5 separate regions of the Mus musculus genome follow, and regions 1, 2, 3 and 4 are each linked to region 5. Evidence: chromatin contacts called from public HiChIP or PLAC-seq data. All regions are on one chromosome and are shown on one strand. Each heading gives the region's core, a stretch centred on a gene start, on an enhancer-like site or on the middle of the called end of the contact. The rest is flanking DNA. Distances are from core to core; before and after follow the strand shown. Region 1 holds the start of Dennd5a (DENN/MADD domain containing 5A). Region 2 holds the start of Denn2b (DENN domain containing 2B). Region 3 overlaps Denn2b (DENN domain containing 2B). Region 4 holds the start of Tmem41b (transmembrane protein 41B). Region 5 holds the start of Tmem9b (TMEM9 domain family, member B).

Region 1 (2,700 bases), core at 40-2,539, 210 kb after region 5:
AAGACTGGATGATCACTTTCAATAGAGAAACTGTACGGTGTTCAATGACTACCACATCGTGACAGAAAGGGGGAGAGGAGTTTCCCTCATCGAATCAGCATGACATAACTTTAAAGTCTAACACGACAAGCCTCCAACCACTGAAACCTGCTTACTGGCCACCCAAAAACTTTTCAAAACTGTTGCAACTCCAATGTGGGCGCGCAGGAATTCACCGGGGATTTTATAATTCTTACACCTTCAAGCAATGGGTGCCAAATCTCATCAGGGCCTCACTGTCACTCCCCCATCACTTCCTCTTCGAAAGATAACTTGAGAGGCATCACAACACTGCACAACCTGTCCAACTGGGACGCGCTGCCTTCATTCACAAATGACCCTCGCCTGGTAAAGGACATTAACTTAAAAAACAAACAACAACAACAACAACAACAAAAGCATGGCCCTGGGTACAAGTTCTTTTCTAGCGCCAAGAGAGAACCCGTTCTTGGTGTAACCCGGTTCAATTTGTCACTTCACGTCCGATCAAGAGGGGCAGAACTGTGAAGGAAAAGCCCGGGCCTGGCCTGCTCAGGAGTGAGTTATAACGGTTTTGAGGAACTGGTCTCGCCGGCTTCTTGGGAAGAGGCCAAATAAACTCATCAAGTTTTTGTTTTGCTCTTTTGAAAAGTCTGGGTGGGACTAACTCTCACTAGGAAGTGGGCTAACTTCTTTCCTCCCAAAAGGGTGCTAGAAGGCAAGCTTCCCTTCATTGTGGACTAAGCCCCTCGACCTCTGAGCGCACCCAGCGTCCGCGTCTCCCCAGGTTGCCGACGCGGCGACCACCGCGCGGGGGGCAGCAGGCCCGCGGGACCCGCGTCCCGTCTGCTCGCCCGACCCTCACTGGGCTCCCGGGACAAAGCGGGCCCCGCGGGCCCTAGCCCGGGCTCGCGCGCACTCACCCGACAGCTCGTCCGGCTCCAGCCCGGTCTCGGTGTCCAGCCCGCAGATGACAAAATAGTCGGCGAAGCGACTGGGCGCCGAGCCCCCTCCGCCGCCGCCGCCGCTCATGGCTCCGGGCCGAGCGGGGCAAGCCGCGCGGAGCCGAGCCCCCGCCCCCGGCCGCCCGCCCGCCCTCAGCCGCCGCTCCCTCCGCCGCCGCTACCGAGGCTCCGGCCGCCGCCCCCGGGCCTCGCCGGGTCCTAGCGGCCGCCGCTGCCGTGCCGGGGCAGGGGGGCGCCGGGCCACCCCGCGCCGCATCCTGGACGCTGTCCTCTGCACCGCGGCCTGAGCAAGCCTGAGGAAGGGCGGAGAGCGGCCGCCCGCCCCACCGCGGCCCCCCACCCGCCGCCACCGCGTGCGCACGCGCGGTCGGGGAGGGGCGGTCGTCGGGCGCAAAGGATGACGTGATGCTCTTTGGGCCCCGGGGGCCTGGGCTTCCAGAGCAGCCACCACAGAGTGGCCAGCGGTCAGCTGCTGGGATCCCGCGACTGCAGCCACCTCCACGCGACTGCGACACCCTTTAGAGAAATCGGATGCGGTGTGCGGAAAGAGTGGGCCATGGTGGCTCGTGCTGGCCGTGTCACCGGCATAAGAGCTGCAGGGCTGAACTGTGAAGCCCACCGAATCCTGCTCCTATACTGTCACCACAGAGCAGCTTCTCCTTGTCACCTCTCCTCAGTGTCAGCTTTCCCCAATAGATCTGAGGAAACTCTGTTCTTTGGAGAGAGTGGGTCAGCTTATCTTCTATTTACCTTTAATTTGCAGATAGGGAAACTGAGGCTCAAAAAATGCAAGAAACAACCCTACGCTTGAATCCTGCGCTAGCTCACTGCCCCGCACCCCACAAGCAGGGCTTCTTCCATGCACCAAACTCTCCCCCTTTCATGAAGCCCCAGAAGTCTCCCTCCCCCTTCACTTAGTTCTTTTCATGCTCACAGAATTCTCTGTCCATTCATCCATCTATCCATCACCCTTCATTCATTCATTCATTCATTCATTCATTCCTTTCTTCCTTCTAGTGAGAATTTGCTTGTAGAAGAGAAAGGGTGGCTGAACAGGTGAAACCTCCTGGTCCTTGTCTCTTGTCTAAAGAACAGACCCTCTGACTTCATTTTCTACAGAAGCTAGCCAGATGTGTCTTCTTTTGGTGGTTGGTTGGTTGATTGATTTGATTTGGTTTTTTTGGATAGGGTCTCACTTATAGACCTGTCTGACCCAGAACTTGCTATGTACCTGTATTACCCTGATGCAATACTCTTTCTTCTGCCTGCTCAGTGCTGGGCTTAAAGGCCTGCATCATCACACCAGGCTCAGGTGGGTCTGTACTGTAACATCAGAGGCCAAGGAAGAGAAACTGTAGTGGCTGCTAGCATGGGCTCTAGAAACAGTCCCCCAGTTTGAATTCTGACTTATAATGTACAATATGATATTGGCAACTTACTTATGTAATTTCTAGGTGCCAACAGGCATGATTTTTGTCAAAGTACAAAATAAATGCATGTATAGGTAAAGTGGTGAGGATTATACCCAGAACATAGAAGGCACTCCATAAATATTATATACATTGTCATTGTTGTTACAGAATAGTGTGCGCCAGGTTTGCTCTGGCAGGCAGCCAGCTAAGGACTATAGAAGGCAATTGGCTTCCCCAAGGGCTGAACCTGGGCTCTCTCCTGGGTTCTGTCCCAGTATTCCTCTCAAGTACTGGATCCCTTTGGG
Region 2 (2,700 bases), core at 187-2,686, 140 kb before region 5:
ACAACTCAAGAAACCCTGTGATGGGCATCATTAATGGGGAGGGGGTTGTTTCCTATTTCCAAAGCTACTTCATAGACAGTGCAAGGCCCCCGCTCAGATATTGTTGTGCCAGTCCCTCTGCCCTGTCAAGTGTCCCAGATGGACTTGAAACTCACTGCAGGCTCCTCTCTGAGCTTCATTAGCTACTTTGATTGTTGTTACAAGTCAGACATAGCAGCATGGAGATAAGAGAGCACGAGGTAAAACCGACCAAGCTGCTCAAAAGTTTCCACATAAGAACTTCAACAGTGCTAGAGCGATGAGAACTCATTTTCCTATAAAAGAACCTTCCTGTGAAAATATCCAGTGGCTTTGTGCTAAATAAAAGCAGAGTGAAGCCTAAACATCTCCGATTCAGCCAGAGTGAGATTAGCTAGATTTGCAAAGTCAAGAAAATTGGCAGTTTCCCTCCTCCTCCCGGAGCTAATAGAATCCAACTGTTGGAGTATGACATCATTCTCGACCCCCAAACTCTGAAGTGAAGAGCACAGACACTGGCCTGCCATAAACAGCCCGACTCAAAGCAAGGGGCTCAGAGGTGCCCTTACCTGGTAGTCCGGGTGATTTCTTGCCCACTCCATTCTCCACAGAGGCTGGCTCACACCACAGTCGCTTAGGGAGCCCAGGGCCCCCAGATCCACTGGCTTAAGCTCCAGTACCTGCTGCGAACTTCCCACAGCTCCTTCCTCTGACCTTTCAAGACACTCCTTCCAGCCAAGTGAGCAGAGCTAGCGCAGCTAGCCAGTCAGGCTGGTTGTCATGGAGACCTGTCCTAGGCTGCACACACGCTTGCAGGCTTGCTCTCACTCAGCTAGGCGCTCTCCCTCAACCCGGTGTCCCAGGAGCGAGCTAGCACGCGCACGTTTATGCGTGCGCGTGCTTCTACACATTCTCTGAGTTCTAGCCGGCCTTGAAACAGCGCGGTCTTTTGATCGGCTCAGTTTATGCATGCATTCCACTCCTCCTACCTCCCTTCCAGTCAACCAGGAGCCCAGGTCTGTTCCTGGGAACTTGCTGCAACAACCCAGAGGGGAGAAGGGTGAGGACAGTGAGTGGACTTGTTTTCCTCCCCTCTAGTGTCTCAGCTTTTATAACTTGGAAGAATCCCTGCCAAAGGGGAGGGAGCTAGCTGAAGGCTTGGAGGGGAAGCAAGCACTTCCTCTGGGTCCTGCAGCAGCAGCGGAATGAGGAGGGACCCTGATGCGTGCTGCCTCAACTTGTTTGTTCGCTTGGGATTTTTCAGGAGCATTTGGGGCAGAAACACAGTTCACATCCTAGAAGCTGGCCTAGACTGGCCTCTCTGGTTACCTTGTTGACTGTTCAGGTCCTGGAGACAGCTTTTAGCCAGTACAGGGTCCCATGGTACTAGTGCCAGAGCCCAAGCAGTCTCTTGTCTTCCTGCAAAGGAGAAGAAACAAACTAGATCAGGATTAGGAGGAACACTGTTTAAGTCTACAGTCAGAGCCAGGACATCAAACACAATGCAAACAGCCTCCTCTCTGAACAAAAGATCCACAGCCCAGGCCTCCAATGAGAAACTGTACAAGTGCCAGGGCCGTACCTGGGACACAGAAGGCCCTTTTAGTAGCCCTATGTATACTTTTGCTTGGATGCTGCCTAACCCTCTCAAAATAGATGTACTAGTTTGTTTGATGCTCTTAACACACTGGTCAGATAGGTTTGCTACCATTTTATAGATGGGATCACTGAGGCCCAGAGAGATCAGATACTTGATCCACACTTACCTAACTAGTTAGGAACTGAGAGTAGAGACAAGTCAAGGGTCTCCTAGTCCTTTATGTTTTGCTATAAAGTACACAGAAGCCTGATCTTGAAAACCAGCTCATTTTCTAAGAACCACAAGTGTGGGCCTCCAAGGGAAAGTGAAGACTCTATCTAAGTCCTGTTAAGGTAAATCTATCTGCCACCCTTCTAGCCCAAAGATTTAATGACCGATAACATCTATGACATGCACAATATCTGCTGCAAACTAGAGAAAAAATGCCCTGCCCTACCCCCAAGTACTATCTTACATCTTCCCAAAATAACCTCCCAAATCCTGGTTCATTTTTTTCTCTGACAGAGTAGTCCTAAAAGTTACGACTGGTGTTATATTAATTTAACACATTTTAAAAATGTATCTAAAGTAAAGTTAAATTACTTGCTCCCATTTACTGAACCAGGAAATGAGAGATCCAAAACCAGTGTCCAAGCCTTTCAACTTTCTGGCATACATTAAGCAGAACAGTTGCCAAGAATACCAGAGCTAGAGTCACAAGACCTTAGCAGTGCCTGACCTCATCGCCAACTGGCCACCTGTCACTGAGCCAGCCTCCTCCCGACTTTCTACTTTCTATGAATATATCTCATACTGGGGTGGCAGAGGACTAGGGTGTGAGGTGCAGTGTCAAGGTGCTATTAGTCAAAAACACTTCAAATTAGGCACTCAGCTCTCATCCACCACCCCCCAATTGTTAGTACCTCTCCTCCACCAATCTAGTAGATATATTTTTCAAGTAGAACTCGGGGTTGGTAAATGGATTGACTGCATGTGGGAAGGTGGAGGCTGATGAGGATGAAGACAATGAGGCTCAAGGAGGCCATTCTCCAATGCTGCTCCTCAAAATAATGCTGGGGGAGGGGTGGGGGGGCCCTGATGGA
Region 3 (2,700 bases), core at 127-2,626, 210 kb before region 5:
AAATTGTAAAAAATAGTTTTTTATATTTATCGTGTGTGTGTTTGTGTGTGTGTGTGAGAGAGAGAGAGAGAGAGAGAAAGAGAGAGAGAGAGAGAGAGAGAGAGAGAGAGAGAATACAAAAATGAATATGGGCTTACGCGAGCAGCCACGTGTATATGGAGATCAGAAGGCAGTTTGTATGAGTTGATTCTCTCCTTCTAACACATAGGCTTTGTGGCTCAAACTTAGGTGGCCAGGCTTGTCAGCAAGTGCATTTATCTGCTAAGCTATCTTGCTGACCTGTGAGCCTTCCAACATTACGAATGACGAATAGACCTAAACCTAGTCTGGGCTACTCTGGGCCACTCTGGGCCAATGATAGGCACCTGAGGGCAGGAGGCAAATGGCTCAGAACAAGGATACCTCAGAGATCAGGCCTCCATTGCTAACTTATAGGCAAACACCTACTGGGTGGGTGAAGCTGAGGGCCTAAGTTGAAGGCTGAGCCACAGAGAGGCCTAGATGCCTGGAATACAAAGGACCTGCCTCAGTCCAAGATTTGAAATGGAAAACAGACCAGAGAGCTCAGTAAGTCTGGCCTTTCCTTTTGCCCAAAGCAGATTCCCACATGTCCTAACTCAGGGCCTCATAGTCCAAAGTCTGAAGGAAAACATCACAGAGCTTATTTCCTCTCAGCCCCTCCCACTTATGTGGCCATTTTGTGGAAGAGTGCTACCTTCCTACAAAGCAGAAGGATCCCATTACTACCTCAGGTGAGATAAACTGAAGTCAATCTCTCCCCATCCCTGATATTCATGGACCTGCAAAGGTGATGCAATTTAGACACCAATACCTACCTCTCAATGATGCTGTCTCAAGGCTGGACATAGACAGCTTTTTCAACCTCTTCTTTCCTCTCTTGGCATTATAGATAGAGTTAATTCTTTGGACAAGCTAGTTTAAAAAAAAAGCAGAGAAGGTGAGGCTATTCTATCACCAGCTGCCCCTAATTCTATGAAGATAAATTATGAACCCATTCTTTCCCTTATAGGTGTGCAAGAGCTCTGTGCACTGCTCCAGCTGGGTCCAGCACTGGTCTTCCTATTAAAACGACCACAGTGGAGGCTTATCAACCACCCTGGGTAGCTCTCCATCTACCCTGTGCCCCAGGAATAGGTTCCTGCCCCAAGACAAGGACACTAAACTTAGCTCCCCAAAGGAAGGAACTGTGATCAAACTAGACAGGATGGGAGCTCCTGGGTCCCAAGAGTCATTGAACCAACGGAGACAAAGAGTTTCTCAGATATAAAAACAGGAACAAGGATTCTAGCCTTTCCTCTCTGGGCCATAACCTGGGGCCTGACAGGAAGAAGCTAAATTCACAATATGCCCAAGCATTGTTTGCAAGCTAAAAATACCATTTAGCTAAGTTCTGCAGCGCAGCATGTGCAGGGCTGAGGAGCGGGCACATGGACACATGTGCAAGTCATTGCTGAAAGCGCTTTGATTTTTGAGACATAGGAAGAGATGGTCTGAATCTTTAGGTCCCTGAAAGGCCAAAGATGTTTCTGTGAACAAGAACTCAAATTCACCTGTCATACTGGGTAAGAGAGTCTCAGCTCAGCTAGTCTTTTCCCTCTAACCCTCAGTACTGGGAAGGGCTAGTGCAATCTTATTGGTAAAGAAGGGACCGGGGAAAGGAGGCCCTCAATCTATTCAAGGGGAACTAAAAAAGCAGCCCAGATTAGAGGAGGAAGGAAGGAAGGAAGGCAGGCCAGAGCATAGCTGTTTGCCTACCCACCCATCTGCCTAGCGCCCTGGGCTCAATGCGGGAAGGATACCTTGGGAATGCGGCGGGACCTGCGGCTGGACAGCAGCTCACTTGTGGTGCTGAGGCTGTCCTCATTGAGGCTGGAGGGTGAAGATGGCAGGCTCAGCTGAGCCAACAGCATCATGTCATCATGGCTATGCCTCTTGGGTAATCGTGGCAAACGATGGCTCTTCCTTTCTGACCAGTTCCCACTGCGCAGGGACTGGCTGTTGGACTTCAGGGACAGCTGGCATGGGGGACAGGATATGAGAGGGAGCTCACTACAAGTGTTTTATCAGTATCTGTCTTCTGCTATCTGTGCATCCTCAGCTCTCACCAGTTCCCTGTTAGAATTCAATAACCTAGAGTTTCCTCCTTAAAGACCTTAGCTGTTCAGTGGCCAGGTAAGCACTAGATTAAATGCTTGCTTCTTCAAAGAAAGTGTTACTTCTTCTGCCAGAAAAGAATAAAGAAAAAAGATCCTCTATTGAGCTGAAAGAGGAGACAGAGCAGAAATCTCCAGGCACTGTCTGAACTTTGACAGAGGATTAGTGATTGTGGATGAGGGAACCACTCGTTCTACCTCCTCAGTTCTGAAGCCTTTTGTGCAAGAGGCCATAGCCTACCTGCCAACCTGCTCTGTTGTGTGAGCCTGACATCCTGGCCATGCTTACTTCCTCCAGAGAATAGGGGTCTTGGGCTGTGGCCACCAAAGTTGAGTAAGACAGACCTCACATTCAAGTGGCTCCCTCTCACTATACCATTTTGGGCAGCCTCGTTCTCTGGCCCTGTATATCCTTAATGAACAGCTGATGATCTTCAGTATAGAACACCTAGTTGGCTAATTGATAGTGGAACTGCTGGGAAAGCAGGCATCTCCTGAGAGCCCTCAAGTTTTTGTCTCAATCTGC
Region 4 (2,700 bases), core at 151-2,650, 230 kb after region 5:
GAACCAAACAAGGTCTTTTAAAAAGTAGAAGGCAGGGAGGGGGCTGGTGAGATGGCTCAGTGGGTAAGAGCACCCGACTGCTCTTCCAAAGGTCCAGAGTTCAAATCCCAGCAACCACATGGTGGTTCACAAGCATCTGTAACGTGATCTGATACCCTCTTCTGGTGTGTCTGAAGACAGCTACTGTGTACTTACATGTAATAAATAAATTAAAAAAAAAAAAAGTACAAGGCGAAGGCCGTGCAGTGGTGGCACACGCCTTTAATCTCAGCACTTGAGAGGCAGAGGCAGACGATTTCTGAGTTCGAGGCCAGCCTGATCTACAGAGTGAGTTCCAGGACAGCCAGGGCTATACAGAGAAACCCTGTCTTGAAAGACCAAAAAAAAAAAAAACAAAAAAAACAAAAAAAAAAACAAGGCGGTAGTGTACGCCTGCACGCCTTGGATCCAAGTACTTGGGAGGCTGAAGGAAGCCATTCTTTGCCTTAGAGGCCAGTCTAATCTACAGAGCAAGGTCCTCCAATACAACCAGGGCTACTTAGCTTGAAAACAAATCAAACAATTTTTTTTTTTTAAGTTACAAACCAGGTTAAATGGAAACACAAGAGCTGAAAATGTTGTGTTTTTTTCGAGGCAGGGTTTTCTCTGTGTAACCTGGAACTTGTCTGTCTCCGGAGAACTGGATTAAAAGGACGCGCAACTACAACTACCACCGGCTAGAATCTGACACTTTCAAGTGGCACCTGGAAGGGCAAGTCTTTGCTCTTAATCACAACCTTAGTGTGGCTCTGTGACTCTACACAAGTCATGGAGCTGCATAGTCCTCAGTATGTTCATCTGTAAAACAATACAACGAAAGCTCAAGTCTCTCAAATACCTGTCTGGGTGGCCTGGATAACGAACCGGTCTATTTGGTGTCACAAGTCGGGGTCACCGCTTCCTTTGACTAAAGTCTATTGAGAAAAAACTAACTAGGAGGAGTCTAGCCCTCTGTCATGCTGGGTTCCCCGCCAAGTACAGGACTCTCTTGCTGAGATGCTTCGGTGCTGAAAGGTCCCTCTTTCCCTGCGACCTGCACCACGGGGTCCTAATCTTTAGGGCAGCCTCAGCCCCGTCCCGCAGGTCCACTCACCGTTCAGATGATCTTTGCTGCCAGGCGCGGCGGAACCCTGGGTCCTCACTGCCCGGTCCCCGGCTGGGGTCGAGTGCAACATTTCGGTGGGCGATCGATCAGCCACTCTGCCTTTCGCCATGGCTGCTGCGGGGGCCGCGAAGAGCTCCTACTGGTGCCGCGCCCCCTTGAATGACTAAAGCTCCTCCCGCAGCTTTCTTTCAACACCCAGGCGCGAGGCACAACTACTTCCGGCACGACCACCTCACCTGAGACGACCTCGAAAACTTGACACTCGGCGGAGCCTTCCAGAGATATCAGGTGAGGGCCCGCCCAGAACCGCCCACGAACCTCGCGCGCTCCCGCACGCCCAGTAACCGCGAGACAAGTCAGGGCCGACCCCGCCCCCTCCGGGGCCCCGCCCACCTCGCTGGTGTAGGGCGCATGAGCAATATCGCATTGGCAAGTCATGGGTCTGCGGCCTAAGGTCCGACTTCTCCGCGTAGCTTTCGTCACACGGAAGTGAGGCTCGAGTACTTCAGACTCTTTGTTCCGCCAACCGGAAGTGTCTGCGCGCGACTAGTTGGTGTTGGAGATTCCATTCGTTCCGCAGCAAATGGGTTACAAGCGCTGTGGAAGCTGGAAGCCTGTTCTTAAAATCGTGTAAAATTTAAAACATGAGACAAACGTACCTGAATCTCACAAAATTGAGACCTAGAAACAAAGAAGATCACAGAGTGACAGAAATTAGTTTAGAGTCCAAGGTTTTTCACTCACCTGTCCAAAGTAAATTCACCCTTACTCGCTATATTTTGGCGTTTCCTGAGCCAAGGCATAGCTTCTTGACAGTTTTTCTCCTTCTGCCCCTCATATCCAGCTTCTCACTGGTAAGTATATTAGAGTCACCTCTTCTTTAGGATTTTGCTTTGTCTTGTTCTTTTTTTTTTTTAAGATTTATTTATTATTATATCTAAGTACACTGTAGCTGTCTTCAGACAGACCAGAAGAGGGCATCAGATCTCATTACGGATGTTTGTGAGCCACCATGTGGTTGCTGGGATTTGAATTCAAGACTTCGGAAGGGCAGTCGGTGCTCTTAACCACTGAGCCATCTCTCCAGCCCTGTTTTGTTTTGTTCTTGCTGTCGATATAATCTTAGACCTTGGGCATACAAACCACACCATTCTGTTGCTGAGCGATGCCCCTATCCAATTGACATTTTTTTCGTTATCTTTTTTAAAAGCAGGTATCGAAGGTAATAGTGGGGAATTTCTTCGTGAAAGTAACTTAGCAGTGTATTTTAAAATTTGGACAAAAAGGGGGAGTGGGGAATTGGATTGTTCTTAAGCAGTAATTACACTTAGAAGAAATAATCTGATATCTAGAGAATTGGCAGCTCAGTGCGTAGAAGTATTTGTCTCTTAAACTTGACAGGCTTATTTCGGTCTCTGAGACCTAATAGCAGTAGGTGAGAACTAACTCTTGGAAGTTGTCCTCTGATTACTTTTTTTTGGGGGGGGGGGCGGTTTGAGACAGGGTTTCTCTGTGTAGCCCTGGCTGTCCTGCAACTCGCTCTGTAGACCAGGCTG
Region 5 (2,700 bases), core at 167-2,666:
GGCTGTGGCTCATTAGTCCCCACTGAGACATATCCACCACTCCTAGGTACAATGAAATGTCTGGCAGAGCTGTTGACAGGTCCTAAATGTATCAGTAACCACTGTGCCAGAGCCTGTGCTCAATGAGGAGGACTCAGAGAAGCAAAAGACACAGCTCCTGTTTCCTGGGACAAATCCTATCAAGGGGAGACGGATGTTTATATCATGATACACTACATAAAATGGTAATGTTTGACATCCATACAGAGAGTCCATACTAGAAGTATTTCAAAAGTTGGGAAACTTTTTGCTGTCCCTATTTCTGATGACACCAGAAAGACTGAAAAAAAAAAAAAAACCAAATTGCTCAAAAACACCTGCCTACCTGTGACCTATCTTTCCCAGCCCTTTATAACATTTAAAAATATTATAAAACTTTTTAAAAATGCAGTGTCACTATTTCCCACTACACCGTGGAGTCTTTCTATTTTGCCCCAAAATTAGTTAGCCCACTGGGAGGAAAGCACATGTTTTCTTGGGCCAGAACAGCTCTGGGTCACCAGAAAATATATGGGGACCAAAAGGTTTAGAAACACAGTGAGGAATAGGACACAACTTCCTGTCACCTCTCTCCTAGGCTAGTAAATTATCAGAAGAGGGGTGTGTGTGTGTGTGTGTGTGTGTGTGTGTGTTTTCCTGGAGGGGATCTTGGTGAGAGTATCAGGCTAGTGGGGTGGCCCTACAGGTCCTTCTGGGAACGGGTAGTTGCCATGAGATTCGAGCCCCCACCATGGCAAGGGAATCTGCTTATCAATGAGTTGAGAGGAGCTAGTCCCTAGTAGGGAAGACTTCGGGGAGATGAGGGTGAGGGGAGCTAGTCCCTACTAGAGAAGATTTCAGGGAGATGAGGGTTTCCCACCGTTTGGATTGGGGGCTGAGAGCTGCCCAAGTTTAAGGGTGGAAAGTTCAAAGCTCCCAGGGCTGGAAAGTTCCGGGTGTGTCCCGTCGGGGCTGGGAAGGGAAATGTCAAGAGGCAGAGGGTTATAGACCCCGCTCTGGCACTGTTTGGGGCTAAGGCTTAGGATGCTCTAGAGAGGGCCAGCCCGGGCTGTGAAGCGGGGTCGGGGGGATTTGGCTGTCGGATTGGGAGACCGGAGAGTGGGGAGCAAGTGGTCAGCCCCAGTTTCTGCCAGGCCAGAGGCAGGGGCGGAGCTCCTGTCAGGAGCCGGGCGGGGCGGGACTCACCTTGGCGGCGCCTGTCAGCTGCGCGAGCAGCAGCACCGACAGCGCCAGGCAGGACATGCTGAGCCCCGAGCCCAGCCGCAGCAGGTTTCCGCACCATAGGCTCGCCATCGCGGGAGCCAGCCGCTCCTGCGAGCCCCGAGCCCCGCGCCCGGCTCGGGATCCGGCTCGGGATCCTCCGCCCGCACTTCCGCCTGGGCCTGCGCGTCACCGTCCGCGCCGGGTCAGCTGCGAGAAAGCCTCCGCCCCGGAAACGGTTCCGGGTGCACAAGGCCCGCCACGGTCGCGGCCCCGGGGGTGCACTAAAGGCTGGGGGTCTTCCCCGGCCAGAGCTGGCGAATCCTGCACCCCAAGGGAGCAGGCCATGCGGATCTAGTCCCGCAGGCCGGGTGAACCCCATCCCCGGGAACTGCGAAGGCCGAGAGGGTGCTGTTCAGGAGACCTGACCAGAAGAGCCCGAGCGTCCTTAGATCGGAAGCCCACCCGGCGATGGAGGCTCGAGGCTCCGCACCGGGGCTTCAGTACGAACCTGCGGTCCGTGCGCCTCCAGGACACAGACTCCTGCCCGGCTCCCAACAGTAACTGTGAGCTGTCCACGCGGGTGTGGCTTCCACTAGGGGCTGACAGCCTTGGTCCAGTCTAGGACTGGGAAGTGGGCCACGGCGGCGAATCTGGGCTGGCTCAAGTCAGGCTTTGCAAGATGCGGACGCCCCTGGAGCATCCCCCGCCCAGGACTCCTGGAGGTGGAGAATCCAGGAGCCAAGCTCCTGTGAGGCAGTGCCTATTTAAAACAGTTGACCTCTCAGTCAGTTCTGGGAGCGCAGACCCTACTCCATGGGGTGTCTTTTTCTGTAGATACTTCAGGAGCACCCTGGAGAGAACATAGAGCTGCTCATTAAAATATTTTTTCCACTTAGTAGAGACTCTGGGGGTAGAGAAAGGGATGCAGCGTGCTCATCACAGCCCTTAGGGATTTGCTGAATGTCATAAGGGAAAATCACTTCCTTTCAATAAAAGGGGATTAAGTTTTATGATTTTCAATTTTTACTTATAAGACACCCCCACCCCGCCCCTTCAAGTGGTCCTTTCCTGGTTGGTGGAAATGTCTTTCTTAATTTACAGGTAGAAATTTCGCAGCGTTTTTCTGCTATGTGATTCTTGTCGATACTAGACTAGAATCTAACACAAAGTGCTATTGCATTAAATGTATTTAGCCCTTTTTTAGTCCTAAATGGCAACTAGCCCAAAGGACTAGATGCTTTCGCACCAGTTCTTGTGACAATCCTGTCACAGTGGGAATAATTGTCCTTCTAAGGGGTGTCCTACTAATCGCAGGGCTGTCAGGATAAAATTTGTTGGTGAGGTATTGTAGATCATCCTGTCACAGTGGGGATAATTGTCCTTCTAAGGGGTGTCCTACTAATCGCAGGGCTGTCAGGATAAAATTTGTTGGTGAGGTATTTAGATCTGATTGCTAAA

What was found. HiChIP or PLAC-seq counts read pairs in DNA pulled down with a chosen protein or histone mark.
Region 1: an H3K4me3 HiChIP or PLAC-seq map of embryonic stem cells shows a contact between it and region 5, with 19 read pairs. The contact joins the promoter of Dennd5a here to the promoter of Tmem9b in region 5. A contact is called at or near these places in 7 of 39 promoter capture datasets (the 3T3-L1 cell line, the C10 cell line, cranial neural crest and 3 more), 6 of 484 Hi-C or Micro-C datasets (the Ba/F3 cell line, CD8 T cells, embryonic stem cells and 2 more), 15 of 115 datasets of contacts at active chromatin or transcription factors (CD8 T cells, the NIH/3T3 cell line, the SCID.adh cell line and 8 more) and 3 of 9 other capture datasets (adipose tissue, embryonic stem cells and pancreatic islet).
Region 2: an H3K4me3 HiChIP or PLAC-seq map of embryonic stem cells shows a contact between it and region 5, with 30 read pairs. The contact joins the promoter of Denn2b here to the promoter of Tmem9b in region 5. A contact is called at or near these places in 6 of 39 promoter capture datasets (the HPC-7 cell line, cranial neural crest, embryonic stem cells and 2 more), 1 of 484 Hi-C or Micro-C datasets (forebrain), 4 of 115 datasets of contacts at active chromatin or transcription factors (embryonic stem cells, extraembryonic endoderm stem cells, heart atrium and 1 more) and 1 of 9 other capture datasets (liver).
Region 3: a contact with region 5 is called in an H3K4me3 HiChIP or PLAC-seq map of bone marrow-derived macrophages, with 3 times the contacts expected there. The contact joins the enhancer-like site here to the promoter of Tmem9b in region 5. A contact is called at or near these places in 1 of 39 promoter capture datasets (cranial neural crest), 7 of 115 datasets of contacts at active chromatin or transcription factors (bone marrow-derived macrophages, embryonic limb bud, embryonic stem cells and 2 more) and 3 of 9 other capture datasets (adipose tissue, liver and pancreatic islet).
Region 4: an H3K4me3 HiChIP or PLAC-seq map of embryonic stem cells shows a contact between it and region 5, with 13 read pairs. The contact joins the promoter of Tmem41b here to the promoter of Tmem9b in region 5. A contact is called at or near these places in 4 of 39 promoter capture datasets (3T3-L1-derived adipocytes, the C10 cell line, cranial neural crest and 1 more), 2 of 484 Hi-C or Micro-C datasets (ECoMG-derived neutrophils and natural killer cells), 7 of 115 datasets of contacts at active chromatin or transcription factors (the SCID.adh cell line, cardiomyocytes, effector CD8 T cells and 4 more) and 2 of 9 other capture datasets (liver and pancreatic islet).

Annotation. Positions count from the first base shown.
Region 1 is chr7:109,959,133-109,961,832 of GRCm38.p6, forward strand. It overlaps Dennd5a (DENN/MADD domain containing 5A), which reads right to left and starts at 1,290. Exons shown (of 23, transcript NM_021494.1): 1 at 942-1,290. The coding sequence starts at 1,050.
Region 2 is chr7:109,615,711-109,618,410 of GRCm38.p6, forward strand. Denn2b (DENN domain containing 2B) reads right to left here and starts at 1,437. Exons shown (of 20, transcript NM_001001326.1): 1 at 1,348-1,437.
Region 3 is chr7:109,540,500-109,543,199 of GRCm38.p6, forward strand. Denn2b (DENN domain containing 2B) reads right to left here. Exons shown (of 20, transcript NM_001001326.1): 6 at 1,821-2,036; 7 at 837-933. Among named protein-coding and RNA genes, the nearest start is that of Snora3, 22 kb to the left of the region's middle. Within about 2 kb of position 1,377, at least 12 of the 459 cell types and tissues checked have an H3K27ac peak or open chromatin away from gene starts, as enhancers often do. A contact at or near this core is called in bone marrow-derived macrophages, where this site is marked.
Region 4 is chr7:109,984,830-109,987,529 of GRCm38.p6, forward strand. Tmem41b (transmembrane protein 41B) reads right to left here and starts at 1,401. Exons shown (of 7, transcript NM_153525.5): 1 at 1,133-1,401. The coding sequence starts at 1,253.
Region 5 is chr7:109,750,847-109,753,546 of GRCm38.p6, forward strand. Tmem9b (TMEM9 domain family, member B) reads right to left here and starts at 1,417. Exons shown (of 5, transcript NM_020050.1): 1 at 1,225-1,417. The coding sequence starts at 1,332. It also overlaps the pseudogene 4930431P19Rik.